Regions from separate parts of the Zea mays genome. Here region 1 is linked to region 2. A link is a contact called in public Hi-C data. All regions are on one chromosome and are shown on one strand. The core of a region is the stretch at or near the end of the contact, and the rest is flanking DNA. Distances in the headings are between cores, read along the strand shown.

Evidence for each region. Hi-C and Micro-C count contacts between places; a contact is called where the count stands out from the background.
Region 1: a contact with region 2 is called in a Hi-C map of leaf, with 5 times the contacts expected there. The contact joins the promoter of LOC100194187 here to the promoter of LOC100277214 in region 2. A contact is called at or near these places in 3 of 25 Hi-C or Micro-C datasets (ear, leaf and tassel).

Annotation. Positions count from the first base shown.
Region 1 is chr3:173,080,313-173,086,529 of Zm-B73-REFERENCE-NAM-5.0, reverse strand. It overlaps LOC100194187, which reads right to left and starts at 3,171. Exons shown (of 7, transcript NM_001349849.1): 1 at 2,870-3,171; 2 at 2,058-2,129; 3 at 1,702-1,769; 4 at 1,281-1,428; 5 at 1,108-1,191; 6 at 549-635; 7 at 1-370. The coding sequence starts at 3,043. The coding sequence ends at 365. LOC100274034 reads right to left here. Exons shown (of 7, transcript NM_001148417.1): 6 at 5,968-6,069; 7 at 4,923-5,883. The coding sequence ends at 5,695.
Region 2 is chr3:172,903,284-172,909,589 of Zm-B73-REFERENCE-NAM-5.0, reverse strand. It overlaps LOC100277214, which reads right to left and starts at 4,408. Exons shown (of 1, transcript NM_001150848.1): 1 at 3,626-4,408. The coding sequence starts at 4,275. The coding sequence ends at 3,787. LOC103650893 (chromatin assembly factor 1 subunit FSM) reads left to right here. Exons shown (of 13, transcript XM_008676481.2): 6 at 1-528; 7 at 613-963; 8 at 1,053-1,134; 9 at 1,204-1,335; 10 at 2,112-2,516; 11 at 2,609-2,746; 12 at 2,855-2,900; 13 at 3,007-3,568. The coding sequence ends at 3,170.

The DNA.
Region 1 (6,217 bases), core at 1,922-4,421, 180 kb before region 2:
CCCTCAACGTATGTACACTTGAGCTTCACAGCGCCTGCTCTCGCTACTCAATCAACCTAATTAAACCGCCGACGTCTTCAGGACAGAAACCAAATGCTTTGCGGTGAATCCAAGCAACAACGGGGAGGCTCACTTCGCAAGCTTCCATGTAGTCCTCCTATCTTCGGTGGTACCGCCGAGACGGCGCTTCAATTGGTGCGTCTTTGTGTTCTTTAGGGCTTGTTTGGGAGGAAGAGTAATGGAGAGGATTGAAGGGGCTAGAATACCCCACTATTCAATTTTAAATAGTGAGGGATTCTAGCACCCTCAATCCCCTTCATTTCACTTGCTCCCAAACAAGCCCTTAAGGTTCAGGTGAGCCTCCCTACACCTGTGGAGATAGATATTCAGAGTGATAGACTGCACGTGTACATATGTCTACAGACTTCACTTGCTAAAAGCAGCGGAGACATTCTGGATGAGAACACATTGTAGGGCTGTTTTATGTGAGGTCAAACTGGTAGAAGGCTGAACGTGGTAAATATAATAGCAGGCTAAAGGAAGTGTACCTGTCTCCGTCTCCGATGCTGCAAAGCATAGCAAGAACGAGCTATTACATAACAAGGAAGAAAGAATCCCGCAAACTGAAGAGTTGCCTGGAACGAAGGAAAGGTTTAGTGTCATAAATCGGTAACAAATGAAAAACATAATAAAAATCAGTCCCACTGTGGTCTGAGCATCAAATGACCAATGTAGAAGCGGGCTGTAACTGAAACACGTGTGAACAAATCGCACGATCTTAGCATGACATCTTAATAGCGGAATGAAGCAGCAGCACTCATAGCATTGTGCAGCATATGGCACTCAAGGCAGAAGCAGATCACGTCATCTTAGGGGGTATTTGAATGCACTAGAGCTAATAGTTAGCGGCTAAAATTAGTTGAGACATCCAAACACTATAGCTAATAGTTTAGCTATTAGCTATTTTTGGTAAATTAGTTAATAGTTACATAGCTATTTGTTAGCTAGCTAATTCCACTATCAATTTTTAGCTAACTAACTATTAGTTCTAGTGCATTCAAACACCCCTTAGCACGACATGCTAACTAGGTCTGTTGTGGAACTCACGCTGAACAGCACCGTTGCATCTTGTAGCATGCTAACATCCCTCACAATGACAATTACATGGCGTACGAGCAAAAGGAACATCACCTGCAACAAAGCCAATATTAGGTTCCACCACCCAACACAAACAAGAATTAATTCTGCGAACGAGCGAACGAATAGCTCCTCTCACGTACAATTAAAGCAATGGATCGGCAGCATGTGGCACCGCTAGAATTTGCAGATACACAGTCATCAAATTCAGCTTGCAGAAGCTGCTGCTCTGCGATGGCGATGGCTAGGAAATGGGAATCATGGGGATCGATTCGTCCGACCCAGTTTTGCCTGTTTACCAAAAAAAAAAAGATCACCCATTCAGAATATCTACATTGGGGTCGCTCGAAGGATATGCAGAAACTGGAGAGCCGATATCTGCTTTGCTATTGAAAAATTAAGGGAAAACAATTGTGCTTGCTTAATCACGGTTAAAATGTACAAATCACATCGTTGAAGTTACAACCATAGTACATAAGTTATTTCCACAATATCTTTTTTCATCTAGGAAAGAATTGTTTCCCGCAAATTGAGCAAATCATAAAGAATTGTATCAGCAAGTACCTAAGATTCATGTCCATTTCATCTGAACAACATTTCGGTGGAGGGATGACATAATTCGGGGAGTAAACCTGCAGAAGCAACAAGAGGAATATGAAAGCTTCAAACAAGAACAGCAAGATACAAGATATACAGAGTTTCCCCCCATTTCTCCTTGTTTCTTCTGCACTTCAGTTACTTCGAAATAGATTGCTCATAGACCTACTACATCTATCCCAATTAATAGCCAGTACTAGACACTGAAAACTCTGCAAGGTCAAAGTAGCGTGTCCCCATCTAGAAATGATATGGTACACAGCATGAAACAGAGAAAAAAAATGCTAGTTTTGGTATTGTAGCAAGATGATAGAAACTCCCACCTGGTTGCAGATTTCGCATGTAATATTTCCCTTCTTGTTGCACCATCTCTGTATGCATTTCCTGTGGGCAAACTGCGTACAACCAACGCCAATAGGTGAGCACACAATTAGCATTTTCTTCAACAGATACTCCAAATGGGGGTACGTATTAGGATATGGATTATCGCGATTGAAATTTCAGATAACTCTGTAACCTCTGAGTTTTTTTTGTCTTTTAATAAATTCCTGTAGGGGCTTCGACCCCTCCAGCCCCATAAAAAAACAGATAATCGGATGTGTCTGAAGAAAAGTATATAACGTGCTGGGAACAAAACCCAAAACAGATACTGGGGATACTGTTTAGACAAACCCAAAACTAGCGGAGCACCTTGCAAATACGGAGGCCAAGTGAACAGATGATGAAACACTGTCAGTTTGACACCGTTTCACTTGGTAGAACGAAGATACAGCAAACACTACATAAAACTTTCATGCTGCTACAGTGCCAAGCCTAGAGATATTAGAGATGTCCACAATGAAGAACAACGAGATAATCACAGAAAAGAAGGAAGCAGCAGGCTGAACATAAACATCGACATAACCAAAGGAAAATTTCCAAAGCGCAGTGACCAGAAGAAAGGGCAAGCAGAACTTCAGAAGCACAGAAATTGCATCTTGAAACCTGCCCAGCTCCCAAACAATCACCATTCTACTCCAAATTGACCAACCACTACACTTTGACTCACCTCAACTCAAGCATCCAGACAAAAAAAAAACTTTCAGAGGGAGATAGGGAAGTAGGGAGAGAGAGAGAGAAACAGGGGAGAGCGCACCTTGAGTGTGCCAGCGCAAGCGCAAGGTGAGTCCATAGCGGCCTCCTCCCCCTCCTCCTGGCATATCCGGCACTCTATGATCCCCTTCCCGTCCACCCCCATGCCGAGCTCCACCTCCACTTGGACTTCGCCGCCGGAGCAGCCATCGCTGGTGAGCTTCTCGGTGCGCGCCATCTCCAAGACGCTTTCTTGGAGCAGATGGTAAAGTACTAAAGTCTGAGAATGAGCCAAAAGGCGGGGCCTTTGTAGCTCCGGGGACACCAACAACTCCAAGAACAAGAAGAGGGAATAGGGGAGAAGAAAATACAAAAATGAGGTAGCCTTTACCTTTTCTACTGTTTTATCAATTTCTTTATTTCTTTCTCGTTCCAAGCCTTGCGGTTTGTTTGTTTATTTGTGGGGTCCAATAATGGGTCAGTTATTGGGTTAGTGGGGTTAGTGGGCAATGGCTAGCTTCCACTCCTGCTAGAGTGTTAGTGGAGGATGAGTTGATAATGACACGCTGATACTGAAAAGTCTTTTCGTTTACTTCTTAATTTTTCTTCTTTTCCCTGAAGTGAAATAGTGAAACAACTGTCTCTGAAATTTGTGGGAAAAAAAAACAACCTCTCAAAATTACCGTTCACTCTTGTCTGAGCTGGGCTCTAGGTGACTGTTAACTATGGGAAGGCACTAGGCAGGGCTGTGACTAGAGCGGTAGAATCCCTTTTGTTTTGTTCTTCCTATGCCATGATTGTACAGTTGGTTCTTCCCTTTTGTTTACCTATATTATTTCCTGACTTTTCTTGGTTTGCTGGTTCCATCACCCGTGTTGCTTCCAAGAGTAGGAGGGCATCTTTAGCTGGAGTCCTAAACTGTACAGTTTCATCCAATGAAAGCCAGACAAAATCGGATATAGGGCTAGTTTGGAAACTTAAATTTCGTCCGGAATTTCTAGAGTTTGAGTAAAAAATTAGCTCATTTTTTCCCAATCTCTAGAAATTCTGGAGGAGATTTAAGTTTCCAAACTAGCCCTAAGACGGTTGTCCGGACCAAGCAACTCTATAGGGTCAGAACCAAATAAAGCCCAAGTACATAAGCAAACTTGAATAGAGCAAGCATTCCAATTTTTTTAACAAAATCGGGTTTTTTGTTGAAAGACGGAATTAGATTGTAAACACACGGTGCAGATGATCATGAAGCACGGTAGCTAGTAGGTCCATGAAGCAATGTAGGTGTACTGGCTTCGCTAAACAAAATGTCCATCACTATTATAGTGCTTAAGACTTATACTGTTGTGCAACAGGTACACTAACGAATAAGAGTGTGCACTCTCGGCTACCTTTTGACGTGGAAACGTATGGTTATACTGTTGTAATTATTCGAAGCTATAGATATTGAACTAATTCTGAAGGGAAACACCAAACTATACAATATTTTGAAAGAAAAAACAACAAACACCTGGAAAAAGCAACATTCATCATCATAGTCATGTGGTTGCCTACCTCTTCTACGGAAGCCTTAACTTTTGTGGAGGCAAGGTTTGATGCGTGTACTTGGGTGGTTAAACCACCATTGCGTTCGATTTCAACGAGAGGTTGCTGTACCATTTCGGACTGTGAATCTGTCTGTCACCCTCTGCAACTAAACACCGTTATCATTAATTCTAGGCCAGCTTGTAATGTCACATTTGCGTTGCAGATATTTCTGTTTTGTTTTTGGGAATAATGCAGCTACTTGTATATTCATTCGTCTGAACCAATGGTGACAGATAAAATAAGCTGGTACCTAATCTGCTCTGGCTAATTTGGCTGCCAAATGAGCGACTTAATTCTTCGCCAAAATAATTGATATAAACAAGAGGACGTACATATTAGGTGGCTGAGAACCCAATGTATGCTAAAAAATCATTTGTATGGCTGTCTGCATTCAAAATGCTTCACAGCTGGGCTGGTGTGGCTCTAAGCCAAGCTCAGACCAAAAAGGAAAGATGCTACATGATATTTCGAAGAAGAAAAACGCAGTAGCAATTATTTGTGATCTAGCAAATCCTGTTGGTTGGGAGTTAAGCATTGAAGGTGTTAACGTGTATCTATTCATCGTCAGAAAAAAAAATATTGGAAGCGTGATAGGAATATAGAGAATAAGGTGGTAGACCAGATCATCCCAGGTCCTGAGTCTGATCATGTTTCCTAATGAAATGTCTTCTTTCTGGTATAATGACTTGGCTACTACCCATGACGTGAACATTTCAGCACTGAAACAATAATGTCAGGAAGTTGCAAAATACTGTCATGACAGGGAATTCTCATGGGCCATAGAATCAGAAGTGCAAATGTTTAGGGCCGGGTCTTTCTCCTCTCCAAGAATATATGCGGCTGGTTTTCTCTGGAAAAAAAAGGAACGAATAATATGTGCAGTTGGTAGGTCACTGGCGATGTGGGGGAGTGTGAACCTTGGGAGGTGGGGAGCACCCGGAATGATTGATCTGGTAGTTGGAAGCCGAGTTGTCAACGGATGATACTCCAGACAAAGCGGATAAGATCTTGTTGTAGTGTGCGCTGGAAGCTGAAGCTCTAGTGTGTTATCATTGTGGGCATGGACCTCCCACGCGCATTTTCTTCAGTTCCAATCATATGTGCAGCAGGTTCCGATTTCTGAAGCGTATGCTCGCTGTGTGTCAACATGTTAAGAGAGGCGAGTCGGCCACTCATATCTTCAGAAATGTTTCAGTTGCAACTCTCAACTCAAAACGGTTGCAACGGCTTTCCATTCAGTACATTCATTCATAAGGAATGGCACATGAAGAAGGTTGATAAATGCATGCAGGCGATATGCATTTCTTTCTACTCCGAGGAACCAGATTCCTCCTGTAAATCGTCATCAGAGCCAGGTTTCTCCTCTGGATCATCAGAGTCAGGTGTCTCGAGCTGAAGGACAACATTGAACCCAAATGCTGATCCCGGCGCGAACGCGGACTCCATCTCGCCTTCGGACTGGGTTGTCTGGATCTCAGGTTTCACCTTCAGGTTTTCCTGATTTATTAGTAGCAAGTCAGTGTCATACCTACCAGTGACGGGTTTTTTTTTTTGCCAAGTGTTATCTGAACTGGCATTCACCTTCTTGACAAATTCTTCAATGGTGATGCTCAGTATTTCCTGAAGAACGAATTTGGTGACCCGGCTCTTGCCAAGCATCTGCAGCAGGATGCTGCTGGGTATCTGAAGGACAGAAACAGCACAATCTCTGCTCAGTTGGTTCTGAAGGAGTACAAAGTACAAACTGAAAGATTGTGCAGTGCAGGCTTGATATAGCCGGCACTTGTGGTTGAAATCTAGTTGCTAACAGCTGCGTGTACTCATGTTTGAT
Region 2 (6,306 bases), core at 3,159-5,658:
GAAAGAAGAAGCTCAGATGAGAAAACTTCAAAAGAAACAGCAAGAAGAGGCCCTAAGAGAACAGAAGAGACATGAAAAGGAGGAGGCTGAAGCCAAGAAGCAACAAAAGAAGCAGGAAGATGAAGCTCTGAAAGAACAGAAGAGACGTGAAAAGGAGGAGGCTGAAGCTAAGAAACAACAAAAGAAGCAGGAAGAGGAAGTTCTGAAAGAACAGAAGCGTCGTGAAAAGGAAGAAGCTGAAATGAAGAAACAACAGAAAAAACAGCAAGATGAAGCTGAGAAAGAACAGAAGCGCCTTGAGAAGGAAGCTGCACAACTCAAGAAGCAACTGGTCATTCAAAAACAAGCTTCTATGATGGAACGCTTTTTCAAAAGTAAGAAAGACAATGGAAAACATCAAAAACCTGGAGAGAACAACTCAGCTGAAGATCCATGCAATGACAACAAAGAGACAATACCAGCAACCACATCAAAAATTGATTCTTCATTGTATCAACAAGAGGGATGGGTTTTAGATGATCTTCGGAGGTTAGCAACATTTCCTGAGCTCTATTGTTTCTTTCACCTTCACACTTACTAAAAATAAAGTGATTTAATGAACATTGGTTACAGGTTGCAGGTCACTGGTTGGAAGAAGCTATCTAGCTACAATAGGTCCTCCAGATGGGGTACAAGATGCAAGCCCAAGATGGAGGCATTTAAAGAGCTGAAGCTTCAGAAATCCTCAGATGATATGGTTGATGAAATACTTTCCACTCCAAATGAAGATGGTGGCCGCAATCCAATTCAGGAGAACGAACATGATAAGCTTGAAAGTGATATTGACATGATACAGGCTAGTGAAATGCAATGCCATGGTGCTAGTAACCCTAAACCTCTGCAAACGAGATTAATTAGAATGAAGCTTCTGCAATTTGACAAAAGTAACAGGCCAGCATATTATGGATCCTGGAGGAAGAAAAGGTTGACATTTCAATATTCATGCTGCCTATAATTTGTCATCACTTTATATTTTAGTGCTATATCATGATTTATGCTACAATTATCTGCAGTGCTGCTATTAGTCCAAGGTGTCCATTTAAGATGGATCCTGATCTTGACTACGAGGTTGATAGTGATGATGAATGGGAAGAGGTATTTGCTGATATTCTAGCATCTTTTTTTCTTTATTGGTAAGAAATTCATATTTTGTTTTCCGCACAGGAGGATCCTGGTGAGAGTCTTTCTGACTGTGAGAAGGATAATGATGAATTTATGGAGGAAGATTCCAAAATTACAGATGAAGAGGATGAAGATAGCTTTGTTGTGCCTGATGGCTATCTCTCAGACAACGAGGTATATATTAAATAAGTTATGTCTCCTTTTCTAATTTGAGTACCTCATTTGTCTTGGTGCAATGCAACTTTCTATGTTAGTTTCAATTAGTAAATCCAAATACCAGTTTTATTGACAAAAGTGTGAACCAAAATATTGGTTAATCTGCTAGATGTTAAGTAACCAACAAAACCCCAATTCTCTTATCTCACCCTGAGAGGTGCATGCTCTATTCTGTAAAGGTTATCTACTAATCGCTTATCTGCTGAAAGGATGATAGCAGTGAGAATTGTATTCCATGGTTAAGTGTTGTGCTTGCAAGAAAATAAAATAGTGGGATAAAGCAAATGTACACAAGCGCCGTAGAAATTAGGAAGATACAAGTTTATGTATGAATCTATCCATGCACTTATAATGCACTTTCATATCTGTTCTACCCATAGTTGTTAAACTGTGATTCTGTCATCTAATTTTATGACTTCACAATCTTAGTTGTTTGGGTCGATTCTATGATTATTAAGTAGAATCTAGAAATAGGACATTATGGTTCTAGTAGTTATTAATACTAAAATTTGTGACCCTACCATTGAAGTTTCAATCTGACTCATGATTGTTATTTTAGTAATCTTGGTCCTAGGAGGGAAGTTTTTCCTTGGTTTATCCCTTCCCCAGACGTGGGAGCTTTCAACATTGAGTTTACCCTTTTTTTGTCCTACCATATGTGGTGCCAGGTGCTATTGTTCCTCAATTAAATGTGCAATATTGTTTGTTTCACTGTTGGAATTTACTTCCTGCAGGGGATACAAATTGAAAGCCTATTGGACGATAAAGAAGAGGAGGCCAATAGCTCCCCAAATGGTCAGTGTACAGAAGTTGAAGAGTTCAGGTCTCTGCTCCGCCAACAAAGAGTCCTGAACACTTTGACTGAGCAAGCTCTCCGGAAGAGCCAACCTCTTATTATATGCAACCTAAATCACGAAAAAGCTGAATTACTGACTGCTGAAGACCTCAAGGGAACGGAAAAGATTGAGCAGCTATGCTTGCAAGTTCTTTCAATGCGCATCTGTCCAGGAGGTGCAATTGTTGATGTGCCTCTAACTGACAGCTCATCTGCAACTGTTGAGGAAATTAACCAACCCAATGTGAAGAATGGCTCTCCTGAGGCTGCATCTGCTATACCAGAAACAGACCTGCCAGAATTTGTAAGCACTGAGTGAATGATAGCAATTGATATCTATTGCTAGAAGATAGCACATGCAGCTCTATTTCTCATTTTGCTTTAACTCCAATGCAGGTACAGGTGATAAGATCATGTCGAGATGGTATCCACAAGGTGGTGGAATTACTGCAGCACAAGTTTCCAAATGTTCCAAAGACTCAACTGAATCGTAAAGTGAGGGAGATATCTGACTTCATTGACAATCATTGGAAGGTAAGGATGCTCTCACAATGAAAAAAATCCCGTGCCTGATTTTTCAGTACACTTCCACATGCAAAATTGATTTATCATGTTATGTACGTTGCCTTTGTTTCTCTGCAGGTAAAGAAAGAGATTCTTGACAAGCTAGGGTTGGATTCGTCACCAGGTACTTGTATTAGGCTATTAGCTAGTTAGCTTTTGTTTCAGAAGTAGGATCCATGCATATTTGTCCTTGGTTAATATTCTTACCGATCATATTACTTGTTATTCAGTGAAACCCAAGAAGAATAAAAGCATAGCTATGTACTTCTCGAAGAGATGTTTACCTCCGGAAGAGGCTGTCAATGCTCTGGCTGCTTCTCCTGAGTTGCGGTTGAAATCTAGAAATGGTGGCCGCGAAGCTCCCCAGATCAATCTGTTCCCCTCAGAGCAGTAAAGTTTCTAATAAAGGTCCCCTGAAAGTTGGATTAGGGGTCAATGAAGCTACGAACCCAGATGAGCAGAAAGCTCAGCTATCCATGTAAAGGCTAGGAAGTGCAACTCGGTTTTGCATCGTCACCAATGGAAGATGGTCTTAGTGCAACATGGGTTTTTGTCAACATCTGGATTATGTTTTCAGTGCTGGACATGTAATTTTAGCCTGAAAGTAGGTTTTTATTCAATTATTTGGCCTTGATGTGATTAACATGTATGTGTCCTGTTGTTAGCGCAAGGAATTGCTACAAAGTTGGCCATCTGCCGCTTGTGTGTTGTTAACATTATTCTGATTCTGGCAAGGCAAATAAGCAAACATGTCTTGTGACTGCTCAATTGACAGCTTTGGGCAGAAATTAATTTTTGCAACCTGTTTGCATCAAATCTGATGAATGCACATGTTAATAGTAGCAAAGGTAACAAAAGCAATAATATATATTTGCTTTGGTATTTATTTATTTTGGTTGAACAGTCATAACAGTACACCGTAGTACAAAAGAATGACAGCAATAGTACAATAATAGAATAGACATCAAAGAATCTCATTTTGAAGGAGCCCAGGCCAGCAGTGGATGGGATCAGACATGGTACGATTGCCAGTTCTTGGCCTGGAGGTCGTCGTCGTCGTCATCCTCGTCGAGGCGGAGGGAGAAGGCAAGCGCGAGCGCGGCCCACTCGAGGACGAAGATGGCGGTGCCGAGCCCTCCGACCATCTTGAGGATGACGGCGCCGTCCTCGTCGCGGACGTAGGACTGGAGCTCGGCGAGGAAGTCGGAGGTGCGGGTGAACGCGAGCAGCGCGATGGCGCCCTGGAAGATGGCGGTGAGCGCGGCTCCCGCGGTGTGCGCGTTGTGCCACTGCGCGGGCGTGGCGGGCGCCGTGAAGGAGCCCGAGCAGCCGGCCGCGGAGAAGACGGCGGTGAGGGCGTGGAGGAAGAGCAGGAGCAGGCCGCACGGGGACGGCAGCAGGCGCAGCGACAGCGTGAGGAAGATGCAGCTGGAGGAGGCGCCCAGGAGGACGTAGTTGCAGAGGAGGAACGCCTTGCGTGTGTGCGACTTGGCCGCCATCGTCGCCGCCGCCGTACTCGCTCGGAAGCTGTTGGGTTGGGTCTTGGAAGCCTGCCGAGGAAGCGGGATGCCGCTGGCTTGCGGGGCTTTGCGGGCGAGGGGTCGAGGTCGAGAGAGGGAGGTTTGGAGTGGGGTGGGAGCGGCGGAGTGGCGGGTACTTATGCGGGGTGGCGCGGAGGATTTGGCCGTTGAGGCTGGGGGCGCGGCGGTGGCGCGGCGGTGGTGAGGACTGAGGAGTGACCGAGTGAGTCCGACAGGGCAACGGGCAACGGCTAGTCTGGTGGTGGGGCTCGTGGGGGCCCGCCCGCTCGCTCGCATGAGAATTGAGAAGAGAGACGTTGCTGCATGAAGGGAGTAGTTGACTGAGATACGCTAAAACTATTTTCAGATTTATTTTTTTTACAAAAAGTCGGACCTTGATTTTTAGATCGGCAGATTAAGGTAATCATCAGCGGAGCGTGTATATAGACGTGTAAAATTGTTTTACATGGTAGGATATATTGTTTATAAACTGAAGTTTAAAATAGGGAACCGCTCAAGATAAGTTTAACTGATCCAACATCTCTACATAATAAAGTATTGGAGTGTAGAAATAGTAGAAATCATGTACGAATTAAAGCCAATCGAATAGGTCCGAGAGATTGATCGTCGGACATTGTGAATAATAAAACATCAAACTAAAAGTCGATTCTCGTGGTATATAGAAAAAAAAAGTGTTCCAAGGCATGTCGTAATAGTCAGGCGACGAGCATTAGACCAATAAGTCCTCACGATATATTGAAACAGAAAAAGTGTCGTAGGCACGTTGGACTAGTATGATGGCAAGCATTAGACCATACAAAACTGCTCCTTTTGTGTTAGGGTTCTTTCTATAAGATCATTGGACCCTGTAAACAATGGCCATGTTCGACCAATGAGTTAACTCTGACAACCTATGTTAAGTGACTAGAGGGTTTCATTTTCTTCTGACTGGTCTAACAGTGAGTGTCAGATTGGACTAATTGTGTTCGTCAGACCATACGCTTGCAACAGTAATTGAAAAATCTACTTCTAATATAGTAGTACATAGTTTTCATCGTGTCTCGTTAGATCGTATGATATGTGTCTAAGGCTCACTCCAACGGAGCAGCCATCCGGCCAGGCAAAACTAAAATAGCTGCCCTGGAGCCACTGTAGAAGTGCAATTCTTTTTCCAACGGAGCAGCTAAACGGGCCAGGCAAAATGGAAGACATGAGAGAGAAAAGCCATATTGCCTGGTACTGTGACCGACAGCTAAATTCTTCGTTCTTGACTGACCACTAGGCCCAACGTCTACTCCATTCCAGCTGAACGTATGGGTGGTTGTGTTGTTGGAAAGATCTAGCGTATGGCTGGCCAGGTAAACTACAGATACCAGCCAAAAGTATAGATGGCTGCTCGATTTGCATGCCTCCCATTGGAGTGAGCCTAATGGATGAGCATCAGACAGTCTAACGGCGGCAATAAATACCCTACCAAGCGACCTTATTAGTGTATAAGAGAGTATTATGTACCATTGATCTCATTGAGTTTGATAGAGTCAAGTGAGATTTTCAGCTTATTACTCTTGGCGATTGGCGTTACCTAGACGGTTCGGTGGTGATTGGAAGTATGGTAATCACTCAGAGAGTTTGTGTCCTGACTCGAGACTTGTATATAGTTATGAGTGGTTGAGCAAAAGAGTCTCTTACTGACTTGGTTAGCTAGTCTAAATAGCACTCTTCAGAATCTGAGTTCGACTTTATATGGGCGTGATTGGTTGCCTACACATAAGATTTGAAATATTTTGAAACCTTGGAAAAAATAGAGGATGGGCGTCGTGGCTACTGGACCTTTGTTGGACGAAGAATGGCCACCTACTGTCGTTGAGTGCACGACCCACGCTTAGGGTGTGGTTACGATCCAAATATTTATTCACAATAAGTTAGAGTCTTAATTAATTTTAGTTTAAAAATAAATAGGAATATAATCTCATTCTAATCTCATTCGATCTTTAAATTTTATAGTGTAAA